Linked DNA regions of Sus scrofa: region 2 is linked to region 1. Evidence: chromatin contacts called from public HiChIP or PLAC-seq data. All regions are on one chromosome and are shown on one strand. The core of a region is the stretch at or near the end of the contact, and the rest is flanking DNA. Distances in the headings are between cores, read along the strand shown.

Evidence for each region. HiChIP or PLAC-seq counts read pairs in DNA pulled down with a chosen protein or histone mark.
Region 2: a contact with region 1 is called in an H3K27ac HiChIP or PLAC-seq map of alveolar macrophages. The contact joins the promoter of DDX46 here to the promoter of PPP2CA in region 1. A contact is called at or near these places in 1 of 5 promoter capture datasets (fetal skeletal muscle) and 2 of 2 datasets of contacts at active chromatin or transcription factors (alveolar macrophages and skeletal muscle).

Annotation. Positions count from the first base shown.
Region 1 is chr2:136,519,071-136,526,849 of Sscrofa11.1, reverse strand. It overlaps PPP2CA (protein phosphatase 2 catalytic subunit alpha), which reads left to right and starts at 4,220. Exons shown (of 7, transcript NM_214366.1): 1 at 4,220-4,499. The coding sequence starts at 4,398.
Region 2 is chr2:136,968,927-136,976,705 of Sscrofa11.1, reverse strand. DDX46 (DEAD-box helicase 46) reads right to left here and starts at 4,176. Exons shown (of 23, transcript NM_001246268.1): 1 at 4,014-4,176. The coding sequence starts at 4,030.

The sequences.
Region 1 (7,779 bases), core at 2,971-5,470:
CTATATGATGTTTTTGATAGCTGTGTTTTGTTTCCAAAGACCACTGTGTATTCCATGGTGGGCACTGAGGGGCTCCAACTGGCATTAAAGGATATTTAGAATTAGAGACCACTTAGAAATAATAATATAAATAAAAATAAAAAACACTTACTGGATATTCACTATATACCTTTTGGTGTCTTAAATTTATAATTTCATTTACTTTTTTTTTCTTTTTCTTTTTTTTTCAGCTGAGTCTGCAGCATGCAGAGGTTCCCAGGTAGGGGAGCAAACCTGCACCACAGCTATAACCAGAGCCACAGCAGTAACAACTGCCAGATCCTTGATGTGCTGAGCCACAAGGGAACTCCAATTTCATTTACTTCGTAAAAGAACTCTATTATCTGTGTATCACAGTTATCCTCATTTTATAGATGAGAAAACTCAAAAAAAGTTACCGTTCCTCACACATCGAGGCAGTTGCAGAACCGGAATTCAAAGCTGCTCTATTGACTCCAGAGGTCCTTTCTTACCTACGCAGCCCTATTTTCTGTCTAAGTTTAGAAGTCAGGAAACCAGAAGAAATAACAGCAAAATAACCTAACATAAGACCAAGAGAATTGCTGACAATAAAATACGTCTCATTCTTTCTCCACATTTAATGTCAATTTTTATACCCTGGTTAAGAGTGCCTATTATAAAGCTATTTGCTCAAGGTTATCTTCCTCATGCCCTGCCCCCATCATCAGATGATTTTTATTTATAGCTATATTTGAGCATCACAGGCAACTCTCAGACTCGAGGTATACTGAATTTGCCATCTGAGCAAAGATTCTTTTTTGAGGCATATTTGCTTTATTTGTGCTCTGTTTTTTGCCAAGAAATTAAAAGGACGATTCTTTTTGGTTTGCTTTTAACTTTTTGTTCCAAGTATTCCTCAGCCCTAGAATTGAGACAGTCAGGTCTAATTAGCCAAGACCAGATAAATCAAACTGAATTTTCAGATCCGTTGACTATTTTGAGCTCTACAGAGAAAAAAAATCTAAATTTCTTCTAAAGGAAATGATATTCTGATTTAGTTCTGTATTGTTTATAATCATAAATGCTTTACTTCAGTGCTTGAATGCTAATAAGAGCTTCCTAGATTTCATTCCTTAAGAAATTAAGTCATAGCATCTAATTATTTGGCAGGATGTTCTGAGTATATGTAATTATATCTTCCACTTTTGTGGTGATCATAAGCCAAGGAATCTGCAGCAAGAGAAAATAAATAATACCTACATTAATGCTACCAACAAGGAAGGAGCTCATAGCACTTTGGAAAAACCCTCTCATTATAATCTTAGCACATACTGAGTGGTTAGTACTTTTTTAACCTGCCAAACGAATATCACCTCCACCTTTTAAATTAATTAATTTTTTGACCATGCCCACAGCATGTGTGAGTTGTGGGCCAGGGATCAAACCTGCGCCACAACAGTGGGCTGAGCCACAGCAGTGTCAACACCAGATCCTTAACCCACTGAGCCACCTGGAAACTCCCACTCGCACCTTTTTAGATAAGAGAGCTCAGGCAAAGGGAAATAATAATCACCTTGCTCCATATTTCAGTCTCTTTAGATCAGTTGTGTGAGTGTTGCTGAGACCTTGAACCTGGGAGTATGAAGTTTGAAATCCTGACCACTACCTTGGGCAAGTCCCTTCTCTTTTCTGAGGGCCTGTCTGCTTCTTGCCAAATGAGATGGGACCACCTCTCACACAGGTATAGGGAAAAATGGTAAATAAGACAGCACACTGGGCATGGCTTTATAATCATGGGCATCAAGTGATGATTTTTTTCCTCCTTCATTCCACACGGTCCTAACTCTTACTTCTCTGTGTTCGGGGATGTTAACTGCAAAACATAGTCAGAAATTGGATTAAAAGAACTCTTTCCCAATCTGGTAAATTAAATATGTTACACGTTTTGTGGGGAGTAGATATGAGGTTCTTTCCTCTGGACATACCACAGGCAGGTATGAAGGGAAAGCAGAACTGCAGTTTTCAGCCCAGGCGGATCAAGTCAGTCTGCTTTGCCAGGCAGCTTGTCTTGTTCTTCATTTGTTTGTTTTGTTTGCTTTTTTAGGGTCGCACCTGTGGCACATGGAAGTTCCCAGGCTCAGGGCTGACTGGGAGCTGCAGCTGCCAGCCTACACCAAAGCCACCGCAATGCCAGATCTGAGCCACATCTGCAACCTTGACCACAGCTCACAGCAACGCTGGATCCTTAACCCACTGAGCAGAGCCAGGGATTGAACCTGCATCCTCATGGATACTAGTCGGGTTCAATACCACTGAGCTGCAATGGGAACTCCAAAGCAGCTTATCTTGAATGAAGGAGAACTTTCAGTCCTGCCAGTAGCTGATCTCTGCATCCAGGGCCACCTTCAGCCTTTTGGTCAAGATGATGCCCTCAGGGCTGGAGGGTGTGTGCTCTTCTCCAGCACATTGCCAAGTGCTTGGGTTGACTGGTATTGAGGGTAGAGTCTAAAAGAGAGGGACCAGGTTCAGTTCTTGCCTTGTACTTCATGGTTTAATGTCCTTTGGAAAACTTCCATCTCTGAGATTCTGTGGACACTGTCATGGCTAAAAACCACAAGCAACATGTCTATGTGTTAAATATATCACTGTTTAGTCTGTTGCTGAAGGACTTCTGGTTTGTTTCCAATTTTTGGTATAACAAACATCACTGCTAGAAACATCCTTATACTTATCTCCTGAAGTCCATGTGCAAAACTTTCTCTAGGGAAAACAACAAGGAGAAGAAGAGCTGGGCATGGGTTGTGCCCATCTACACCTTAACTAGATAATGCCAGATTTTCCAAAGTGGTTGTCCCAAAGTACAGCAGTGTATAAGAGACCCCATTGCTCCACATCCTCACCAACATTGGATGTTGACAGTTTTTGCCAAATGGGTGAGAGTCAAACCTGGAATCTGTGGTTTTCATTTCCCTGCTTACTACCCTTGTGTTACTGGCCATTCATCTTCCTGCTTTTGTGAAGGGCTCTTCTGCCTGTCTATCCCCAGATCATCCCAGGAAGTACACAAGCTCCGTCAGGGTAGGGTACCTCTGTTTGTATGACCCTTCTGTCCTTCGGGCATGAATCTTGAACATAACTGGCGGTGTACGGAGCCAAATATTTCTGCGAATGCAAGGACAACGGAATGCGGATACATTTCACGAATCTCGAAGAGATTTATAGCCAGAGGTCCGATCCTAGGGTATCTGAGCTTTCTTTAAAGCGCACATCACAGCCGCTTCTAACACTACCGGGTCTCAATCAGGACCGGTGCGTCCATCTCCTTGCGGTCTTCCCTCTAGAAAGAAGGCCTGAGTGGGCAGACGGTTGGTGGGGGTGGGGTCGGGGGCGTTTTCTTCTTCCCTTGGAGGCTCGGAGTCGGAGGAAAGCGCCCACCTAGGGGGGAAGGCCACAATGGCAAGACTGCAGCGGCGCCTGTGGAAGCCAGGAGCGCTAGGAGGCCCCAGCCATGGCGCTAGAAGAGACATCGAGGCCCGGGGACAGGTGTGTTGGGGAGTCAGGTGCACTGCGCAGTACTGCAGGTACACCCTCTTCCGCCTACGACTGACCTAATTACAAGGTGCTGGCCGCACCCGGAGGCAGGGGTGGCTACTCCAACCTGGCTACCACTCGGCGCCTGTTCCTGCTCCCAAGATGCAGCAATTCCAGTGCTGTTGTAGAATGGAGGAGCCACGGGGCCCAATTCTCGTTTCCGTGCTTTGGCAGTCGCCAGGTGAGGAGCCGAGGCGTATCACCTCAGGGAAAAAGTCTCCGGCAACAAGGAGCCACCCTCGCACCCCGGCTGCGCCTGCGCCTGGTCCGCAACTACACCCTGCAGGATTTAGTGCTCTAAGATTAGCCCACTTCCCAGCTATAAGCAAGGCCCCTGCTTGGACTCGGTCTTCCCTTCCCCCTCGGCCCCTCCCTTCTACAGGACCGCGCCCTAAAAGCGAAGGTGCCTGTTTCCAGCCGGCTACTTTACGCGCCTGCGCCCTGGCCCCTAGTTCCCGCCCCCGCTCGGGTCTGGCCGCAGATGAGAGCCGGCCCGGCAGTTGCGCAGCTCGTATCCCGGCGCTTCTACCCCTCCTCACCCCGCCACCTCCTGACGCCGGGCGTGACGTCACCACGCCGGCGGCCGCCATTACAGAGCCGAGCTCCAAGGCTAGAGCGAGCGGAGGAGGTCAGTGGCCGGTAGCCGAACACCGAGGGGCGAGTCAACCGGGCAGCGCTACTGCCGAGCAGCCTTCAGCAGCCACACAAGTACCCCGGGGGCCGACGGCAGCGTGTGCGTGTGGCCCGTGTGCGGGCGGCGGCGCGGGAGTAGCGCGGAGCGGCAGCCGGTTCGGGCGGGTGGCATCATGGACGAGAAGGTGTTCACTAAGGAGCTGGACCAGTGGATCGAGCAGCTGAATGAGTGCAAGCAGCTGTCCGAGTCCCAGGTCAAGAGCCTCTGCGAGAAGGTGAGCTGCACTCCGGCTTCGGGAGCCGGGGCGGGCCGAGCCCGCCGAGAAGGAAGCGGCCGCGGGGAGGGTGCAACATGGCGGAGGCCAGCGGCCCCGGCCCCCGAGCCTCCCAGACCGGCCCCCGGCGCGGCCCGGCGGCGGCTCCCGGACGACCCGGCGCCCCCTGCCTCCCGCGCAGGGATTGGTTGTCGCTGCCACCGCCGCCTAAAATGGCGCCGTTCACCCGACTCCGGGGCTTCAGAGCTTCCCGGCCTTGGCTGGAAGCGAAGTGGCTGGGGGAGGGTGCGGGGGAGCGGAGACCCTGCGAGTAAGGGTCAGGGACGGTTTTGATATCTGGGCACGAGGTCTTAGGTTCTACGGCCTGGGAATGGGGCCTGGGACTCTTCTGTGAGTTTGGTGGGAGGTTTCTTACTTGTACTCAGGCCGAATGCTTAGGTCCAGAGCTGTCCAGAGGGTCCCCCAGAGGCAAGCTTGTAGGCCGGATCCCGGGACCTATCTAATAAAGGTCACGCAGATTTAGCATCGTCTTGAGTGGTTTATGGTAAACCTCTCGAGCTGTGTTTTCCAGAGACTTATTAGTACATTTTTTCGAGAATTTTTAAATGAGCTTTTAATCTAAGTTTCAATGAAGGTCATGGTGGTAGTTATAGGGAGGAGTATAACTTATTTTTCATAGTTGGAAGAATTAGACATTTTGGTGAGTCATTCTACATAGGAGCTTTGGGATTGGAAATCAAGTGTCAGTTTAATCTCTGATTTATATGCTGACTCAAATTGGATAGTATGAAACCCTTCTTTAAGCTTAAGGTTCTTGGCATTTTGCCATTTGTTTTTTAAATGAGCAGCATAAACTGTTAAGACCAGCAGATTTTGTATCCTTGCTCTCTGCTGGAAAAGTTGTTAGTATATTTGTGACTTTAAGTAGTAAGTATGATATTAACAGCTGTTGATCGAGCTTTTGCTGTATTCCAGTCATTGTGTTTAGTGTTTAAATCCCACAAACGTTTAAAATGGAATGTTGTAGTCTGTTTTAGAAGTCCATTTTAAATGACCTAATTCTGATTTGTTTTTCCCAAGGAGTTGGGGAAACAGGTAGCCTGTTTAAGTCTTATAATTCAGTTTTCTAAAGTAGAGAAAATGCTGATCTCCACCATGAATGTTTCAACTTCTCTTTTTAAAAATAACTCTGCAGCATCTTTAGTTCCACAGAATGGTGGAGTATCATCAACATTTTGTATTAGTGAAGAGAGTTATTAGAAAGCAATTACGCTGACTCGTTTGTGGTTTGATGTGAAAATTAGATTCGTAAATTTGACATATACGCTCCTAAAACAGGCTTTTTCAGAAACTCTTCTGTGAATTACTGCAATTTAAGTAAGTCTAATTCAGATTTGTTTATCCCAAGCCTCAACAAAACTTCTAGTTGATGAGGTGGCACATCATCTCTTGGAGCTGAATTTTAATACTGGCAATGTAGAGCCTTTTGTTGCTTCTTGATCCTTAATTCTTTTACATCAGATGAAAATGACATTTGTTTAAAGTTTTGGAAGTGGGCTTTTAAAAATTGTTTAATGTATAGTGTTAGGTCTTAGTTTTTGGATACTGTAAGTGATGATTTTAAAGATTTTTAGAGTTGAGTACTTAACTCTATATAAAGACTTTGAGTCAGCAGTTGGCTAGATGACTAGTTATTTGTGTAGCAAACATTGCAACAGAGTAATGATGTGGTTGGAAGACCACTGGACTGTGAGTTAGACCTGGACACTGGTCCTTTTTCTGCCACCAAGTAATTGTGACCTTGAGGCAATCACTTCACTTGGTCCACATTTTCTTGTCTATAGAGTTAAAACATGTTCCAGGGTTCCTTCTAATCATTTGAGATTATACAATTGCATTTTAAAATAGTACTCTGTATTTAAATATTGAACACTTATTGGATATCCAAGATTGCTTACTTTTATGAGAGGAGTGAAAAGCAATGAAAAATAATCATGCTTATTTTTAAGGATCTTGAATCTGGTTGGAAGTCTGTAGTAGATAGACCACAGAAGTAAAGGGTCTGTGTTGGAGACAGCAGAAGATATTGGAATTATGGTGGGGGGACTGAAGCTTGATCCCCTTGGTAAATATTGTTTGCTATGTCTCTGTAATATCAAGATGGAGTGAGATTAATCAGTTTATGTTTAAATCCCCATTGCTCATCCACTGTATAAAGATTTTAATTCTTGGAGCATATATATATATATATATATATCTTTGATGCTAGATTTTCAAGACATGGGTCCTTTTGGAGGTTGTCACATAGCCTTCATACTGTTTTTAATTTGTAAGTATTCCGTCTTTGGGAACTGTATTAACCTTCCAAAATAAATTAACTTGAAGGCAGTTTTTTAGGTATAGTAAGTCTTTCTAGTGAAACAAAAGTTCTCTTTTCACTATTAATATTTGTGTGGCCAATAGCACAACTGGCAAAACCTGTATATTTTGAAAATCTTGAGTGGAAAACCTTTTTTCATTAGTGTAATAATTAGCGTAATTATTTTTCTTTTTAAAGAAAAGATATTTGGTGGAGGTAGATATTTGGAAATAGTTGATAATTTCTTTGATTATAAGAAAGTATATTTATAGACCAGGGTGAATAGGGTTTTTATGTTATTAACTATGTAAGTTTTTTCCCCACAAGATGTGACTAAGGTCTGTATCAAAGCCAAGGTTGTTGTGTGTGCAGTATACCTTGTCATTTTTGGGGATCATAATTTGTTGATTGTTTAAAAATTTGTGATGAGTGAAGCAGTTTTGTCTGTAGGCACAGTTCTGTAGTCAGTGAGGTTAGTGCATCTGTGTATCTAGACTGGTATGTTTCTATCTCCTGATTGGAAGAATAAGTAGTATCCACTTGCTTTTACATTAACTGTATTACAAGTCTTTTGTTAGGATCAGCAGTGGTTTCATTTAGGTATGATTTTTGGCCTTGTGTTTTCAGGTCTTACCAAACTTGTGGAGAATGTTGTTTGATAGCCAGGTGTTTTGTTTTGTTTTGTTTTCCAGAGGAGTTCTTTACTTATGTAGGTATGCTGTTTTCCACTGCTGTGCAGGTGCTATAAATAAAATGCAATCATTAAGGCTTCACTTAGTTTTAACATTTGTTACATGAGTATGGAAAAAGCAGCCCTCTTCCTTCTAGTTGGATGACCTGCAAAATACTTGGCCAAGGTTAAATTCCTGTATGAAGTGGATAATATATTTTTGTGTGTATGCATGTTTAATTTAAAAGGCC
Region 2 (7,779 bases), core at 2,927-5,426, 450 kb before region 1:
AATTAGGGAGTTCTCTTGTGGTGCAGAGGGTTAAGGATCCAGTGCTGTCACTGCAGTGACTTGGCCACTGCTGTGGCTCGGGTTCAAGCCCTGGTCCAGGAACTCTGGGTGTGACCAAAAAGAAATCAGGGGAAAATAATGAACCCTTTTGCCATGGCACATGTAGAGAGCGAAAGTATCTTGAAAGAGGAGCAAGCACAGAAAATCAAAGAGACCAAGCTCCTGCCTTTGGGCCTCAAGCAGCTTGCATTCTGGTAAAGGAAGGGACGAGACAAGCAAAGCCCTAAGTACACAGTATGTCATTCAGTGCTATGGGGATACACACATGACAGTCCAGGAAAAGGAGAGAGAATGGGAGACAGAGGGTTTGCTTTTTTACCCCAAGGGAATAACGAAGGCCTCGGTCATAAAGGGAAATTTCAGACACTTGAAGGAAGTAAAGGAAGGATCCATGTAGATAAATGAGGGGGAACCTTCTAGGCAAAAGGCGCAGTGATTGCAAAGACCCTGAAGAGGAACCCCGATTGGTATGTGCCAGGCACAGCAAGGAAGCAGATACGGCTAAGGTCAAAAACGGGAGAGAAAGTACCACGAGATGAGGTCAGAGAGAGCGCAGGAAAGACAGATGCGGCGAGGCTAACAGGCCCTTGTGAGGACTGTCATAGGGACTGTCTCGTTTACGCTGAGAAAAGACGACAAGCTATGGGAACATTTCAAGCAGAGGCGTATTTAACACATCACTCTGGCTGCTGAGGGGAGAACAAAGCGAAGAAAGGCAAGGGCAGACACAGGGGAAACAAGGAGAATAGACAGCCATCGTCCGAGTAAGAGAGTGGTAGCCTGGATCACAACGTCAGGTGTGGGAATTCCCTTGTGATGCAGCAGGTTAGGGATTTAGCACTGTCCCTGCTGTGGCTCTGGTTCAATCCTGGCCCAGGAACTTCCACATGCTGAGGGCTGGGCCGAAAAAAGGAAGGAAAAGAATGTCACAGGTAGAGGCGTGGACAGGTGTCAAAATCTGGATATTTTTTTTTTTTTTTTTTTTTTTTTTTTTTGTCTTTTGTCTTTTTTGTTGTTGTTGCTATTTCTTGGGCCGCTCCCGCGGCATATGGAGGTTCCCAGGCTAGGGGTTGATTCGGAGCTGTAGCCAGCGGCCTACGCCAGAGCCACAGCAACGCGGGATCCGAGCCGCGTCTGCAACCTACACCACAGCTCACGGCAACGCCAGATCGTTAACCCACTGAGCAAGGGCAGGGACCGAACCCGCAACCTCATGGTTCCTAGTCGGATTCGTTAACCACTGCGCCACGACAGGAACTCCGAAAATCTGGATATTTTAATGACTAATTAAATAGTAAGTGCACCAGCAAGGGAAAGTCACTGGTATCTCCTACATACCTGACTACACGTCGTAGAAAGAGCAAGTTGCCACTTACTAAGATGGGAAGGCTGGGGGGGGGTGGGGGGAAGGTGAGGATCAGGATTTTAGGCATCCAAGTGGAGACACACAGTAGGCAGCTGAAATATGACTGAGTTCGTGACAGCAACACGAGAGTCATCGGTGCACAAAAGCTACTTAAATCAATAAACCTGGTTAAGATCAGATGGATAGGAGTTACTGTCATGGCTCAGTGGAAACGAATCTGACTAAGCATCCATGAGGGCGCAGGTTCGATGCGTGGCCTCACTCAGTGGGTTAAGGATTCGGCATTGGCACGAGCTGTGGCGCAGGTCGCAAATGCAGCTTAGATCTGATGTTGCTGTGGCTGTGGTGTAGGACAGCAGCTGCAGCTCTAATTCGACCCCTAGCCTGGGAACCTCCATATGCCACAAGTGTGGCCCTAAAAAGAAAAAAGGAAAAAAAAAAAAAAAAGAGATAGAAAATGAGCCCACCTGATTATGCCCCAAGAACCTGAAATTCAATGTGTAGAAATTCACACTTATTACCTTTCCCTCCCTAAATCATTCATCTCAATTGCCAATGAATAAGCTCAAAATATCAGTGGTATTCAATATTTTTCTCTCATTCTACACAACCAATAAAACACCAAGTGTCACCAATTTCACCTCAGCAATTCTTTTCACATTTTATCACATCCTCAGGAGTTCCCACTGCCTCTCTATCATATCAGACCTGTCTTCTTAGGACATTTTATTTTATTTATTTTTGCTTCTTAGGGCTACGCCTGTGGCATATGGAAGGGTAGAACTGGAGCGGCAGCTGCCAACCTACACCACAGCCACCTCAACTGGGGATCTGAGCCGCGTCTACACACTACACCACAGCTCACAGCAACACCACATCCTTACTTAACACACAGAGCAGAGCCAGGGATCGAACCCACATCTTCATGGAGACTAACTAGTTGGGGTTGTTTCCGAGAAGCCACAACAGGTACTATCTTCTGGACATTTTAGAAAACCCCTGGTCTTCCTGCTTCTATTCCCTTTTCTCTTACATCAGTTTTATTCATTGCTCCTAGGGCAATGGTTATAAAGTTCTAATCCTATTATACACACAGACACACACACACACACACACACAAACTTCTTACTCAAAATTTTCAAAAGCTCCCAAATAGAATATCCTCTAAACTAAATCTATCATCCATCCACATTCTGGGCACACGTCCCTTTCAGAAACACAAATGTAGGCAAATTAGGCTCTTCGCTTTTCTCTAACACCCCGCTCTTTCCCATCTCTAAGCCTCTCACTATTCGCTGAAGAAACCTAGCATGCAAGGCAGAGGTGGGGAAGGTGGAAGAGACGGAAGAACATTCTTGCAAAGGTCCTTGAAGGCTGTACTGAAGTCTCACATTATTTCTGAAGCAGTAAGCGCCAAAGGACAGGAAAAGCGTGCGAATGACATCATCTTTTTTATCTGAGAGGCCGCTGCTCTGGCCACAGTGTGGAATCAACTAGGAGAGCAAGATCAGAGGAAGAGAATCAATTTGAGACATGTGTAGCAGTCTGAGCAAGAAATATTTAGGGCGTGAATTAAGTCAAAGAGAGCAGAAATGTCCACAGGTTCTATCATCTAAATGGATGCAGGCAGAAAGAGAGAAAAAAGGGAGTCGAATAAATATCACTTCCAGGTTTCTGGTCTAGATGGCCAGAGGAACACCAATGATTCCACGGAGATTTAAAAGACCTTCAAAAGAATTTTCTGTAGTTAAGGAAACACTTTATGCAGGTGACAGTTACACAGTGTATATATTTGCTCAATTTCATCAGCTCCACCGTTAAAGCTTTGTCCATTTCCCTGAATGTTAATCACACCTCACTCAGTGAACTACTATTACCTTACTCACCTATTATTTTTATCCTAGATATAAATGATCTTTCAACCACCTCTAGGTATCAAGCAAATATGCACTTTCAAGATTAAAAACCTGAAGATCCCAAATCAGGTAACAAGCTAAAGAGATGCGTTCTAGTAAGAGCTCCTAGTTTCGAGTTTAAAAAGGATTAAAAAAAAAAAAAAGTACTTAAATTGAAACCTATCTGCGAAATATATGTCCAGGCAACAAGCATTTATTGCAGCCCAGTAAAAGCCCAGTCATGAAGTGCTGTAGGTATGTTAAGTGTTTGACCACATTGTGCTTTCGACGTGAAAAAATGCCACAAGCGCACAAAGAACTGACGTAGAGAGCGATAGAGGCTAAAGAAACATGGCAAACGCGAGGCGGTTAGGAATCCAACTGGGATCGCTTCTGACTGAGGCAAGCAGGGTAAGCGCGGAAACGGCGGGATGCGGTTGACGTCCCGGAGGGGTGTTCCCGCTCCAGCGACTCGAACCGGTCGAAAGCACTGCAAGGGAACCTCGGGCCCGCTGGCGGCCCAATTACAGAGACAACGTCGGCAGAGGTCCCCCAGCTCCTCCGGTGGCACCGGCCAGCCGCTGGCCACACGTGGGGCCGCACCGGGATAGGCCGGGCCCCGAGGCCACCGCAACTCCCGCCTCTTCCCCCACGCCAAGGAAGCCGCTCGCCCGCCCGCCGCGCCGCCTCACCGAGACTCCCGGCCCATGCCGCCGGCCGCGGGAAAGCGGCGCCCTTCGGGACCACGCGCACAAGTACCGCACAACGTAGGAGGCCGCGCTGCCCTCGACTCGCCGGGCGAGGAGCAGCACTAACAAGCGGCAGCAGCCACAGTGGCAGCGGCCCCCGGAGCGCGGCCAACGAAAACAGGATGTGTTGGCGCCAGCGGCAAGAGGAAGGAAACGGGAGCCCGGAAGCCGCTCTGGCTCCACAGCGCCCCCGCTGGGCTGGAGGCCGCACAGCGCTGGCCGCGCCGAAAAAGGTTGGCTCGTCTGCGTTTTCCCTGCACAGCCGCGAAAGACCTGGCGTGTGGGTGCGGTGGGGGGCGGTGCCTCAGCCTTGCAAGCCCTCGACAAGGTCTTTTAAGCAAGGGCCACCGAAGCGCCATAAGCACTGCGAGCTGTCCCAGGCCCTGTAGGGACATCGCCCTTCACATGAGCTAAGTGATGCTACAAACATCTCCATCTTCATTCACTGTTACTTATTTATACATTCATTCATTTATATATATTGTTACCTGTCGAGCATGTTCTAGATCCTGGTGAGCTTTCAATCTAGTGGCAGATACGGGCATTAAGGAAAACACAAGCAGGTATAATACAACAGGAAAAAGATTCTGCGATAGGAACGGAGTTCGCAAAAAGAGTTCCCTGAAGAAGTGACCGTTTAGAGGTGAGATTTGAAGACTAGAGTTAACCTGGAGTTAACTTGGTGAAGGGGATGAAAAGCAGAAAACAGGTACATTAGATTATAATGGTTCTCAACATTGCCTTCACTTGGGAACTTAAAAAAAAAAAATATATATATATATATATATACATATATATATATATATATAAAATGTATGTATGTATATATGGATTCGTGTGTTCCACTCTAATATTCTGATTTGATTGGTCTGGAGTGCTTCCTGCATATTGGGACTTTTCCATCTTTCCAGGTGATTCTGAAGTACAGTCCCAAGGGAGAGACCGACTCACCTTGTGGAAGGCGCAGTAAAATGTTGTTGTTTTAGCAAAAGGCTGTAGAAGTGTTGGAGAGAGGTTCTCATTTACTTTACATGCTTCTGGGGTAGTTCATGTTCTTATATCTAAGGGTGATAAGAAAATCTCCATATTTTTCCTGTGGCAGTCATTGCATGGATGCATGCCAAAATTTATTAAACTGCACACTTCAAATTGGTGTTTTACTGTATATAAATTTTACCTCAGTAAATTTGATTTTTGAAAGAATGAAACCAGGAGTTCCCTTCGTGGTGCAGCAGGAACGAATCTGACTAGGAACCATGAGGTTGCGGGTTTGATCCCTGGCCTCACTCAGTGGGTTGAGGATCCGGCGTGGCCGGGAGCTGTGGTGTAGGTTGCAGATTTGGCTCAGATGCTGTGTTGCTTTGGCTGTAGTGTAGGCTGGCAGCTACAGGTCCAATTAGACCCCTAGCCTGGGAACCTCCACATGCCAAGGATGCAGCCCTAAAAATACCAAAAAAAAGAAAGAAAAGAAAAGAAACCAAGTTAGGACTCCAAGATGGGCTTCTGCTGTTCCTCTGTGATTTCCTGCCCACCTGTGGCAGCAGTGAAGTCCATGCCAAGGGGAAAGAAGGCCTGAGCCTGTATGTGACAGAGCAGACACCAATGAAGGTTAGGTAGCAGAGCCCCTGTAAATCACCTGTGTGGGGGCTGAAGGTAAGGAGTGTGGGTTTCGGTCTAAAAGAAAAAGAAAACCACTAGTGACTTAAACGGTGGAGACACTGAGAAGTGGTCAGATTTGGGATGGTTTCCCCAGAGAGCTCTCCAAATATTGATAAAATGCTGTGAACTGCCAGGGTACAGGAGGAATAAAAATGACTCCCAGGTTTTAAATAGAGCTATTTTGGATCATGGTGAATTTTGTGGAGATGAAAATGGCCTGGGCACAGAAGATTTGGTGGGGAAAGGAGAGGAAAATCAGTGTATCTGCCTGCTACTTTTCTAGGACATAATGGCTGAGTATGGGAATATAAATATGAGTCTGAGGTTCAAAGGAGAAATAGAGGTTGGAGAGATAAAAGACATAAGTACTGGAGTCCCAGTTGTGGCCCAGCAGGTTAAGAACCCAACTAGTATCCATGAGGATGCAGGTTCCTCCCTCAATGGGTTAAAGGATCCACTGTTGCCATGAGCTGGCGTGTAGGTTGTTGCAGACACAGCTCATATCTGGTGTTGCTGTGGTTGTGGGCGTAGGCCAGCAACTGCTGCGATTCAACCCCTAGTATGGAAACTTCCATATACCACTGGGACGGCCCTAAAAAAGCAAAAAGTGCTCAGAACTTACACATTAGCCTACAGTTGAGCAAAATCATCTAACACAGTCTATTTGATAAAAAGGGTTGAATACCTCCTGTAATTTATTGAACACCATACTGAAAGTGAAAAGCAGAATGGTTTATAGGTAGAGAATTGCTTTAAGTGGATCATGATAGAGTGACTGACTGGGGTCTGCAGCTCTCAGCCACTGCCTAGAATCACCAGGGGGTAATACCACAGGTTACTAGGCCGGTAAAAGATCAACATTCAAAATTCGAAGTACAGGAGTTCCCATCGTGGATCAGTGGTTAACAAACCCAAATAGGAACCATGAGGATGCGGGTTTGATCCCTGGCCCCGCTCAGTGGGTTAAGGATCTGGTGTTGCCATGAGCTCCGATTCAACCCCTAGCCTGGGAACTTCCATATACCACAGGTGTGGCCCTAAAAAAAAAAAAAAAAAAAAAGGGCAAAATTCAAAGCACAGTTGCTAATAAATGTCTAATACTTTCACACCATCATAAAGCTGAAAATGTTTAAAGTCGAACCATCTGTACATGGTGTTTGAGGTATTCAAAGCCAAGGAACTGGATGAGATCTGGGATTAAATGTCTTTACCCCATCAGTGTTGTCACTTAAAACCAAGAAATTTAAGTGATTTTTAAGAATCTCTTCCAGCTACTAATCTGAGCTGTGGTGATCACAGATGCAGCTCGGATTCCATGTTGCTGCGGCTGTGGTCTAGGCTGGCAGCTGTAGCTCGATTGGACCCTTAGCCTGGGAACCTTCATATGCCCAGAGTGTGGCCCTAAAAAGCAAAAAAAAAAAAAAAAAAAAAAAAAAAAAATTAATTAAAAGATAATAATAATAAAGATACTTCATTTTTAACTCCCCTTTAAACAACATAGTCACATGACAATTCTGACTGGCTTTTTATGCCCACAATATATTTATGGTAAGTTCACAGCATTCTATGTCCTGGAAGAAGCTACTTTTATCTGTTAGCAGGGGTGAAAGAAGCTAATTATAGTCCACTATGTCTCCAGTACATCATTTAATTAGCAAACAGCCCCAGGTTCCAAAGCAGATTTTGATTCTAATTAACCTCATTCTGAATCTCATAACACCTTTGCTGTTTTTAGTACCAACTGTGATGTACACACCTCCATTTATGCAACTAATGACTAAAAAAAGCTACTGGTTGAAGATGTAACCTCTCAACAACCATCCTTGTCTATATAGTTTTAACCCAAATATTTCAAACTGCTGAAGTTCCCAAGTAAATATTCCTAATTATTCTAAACACTAATAAACTTCCATTTCATTTGATATTATTCAACACACTTAAGCAAATACTCAGGGAGATACCAATCAGCTGAAGAGAAAAAGCAGCACTGATGGGGGTTCCCATTGTGGTGCAGCAGAAAAGAATCTGACTAGGAACCAGGAGGTTGCAG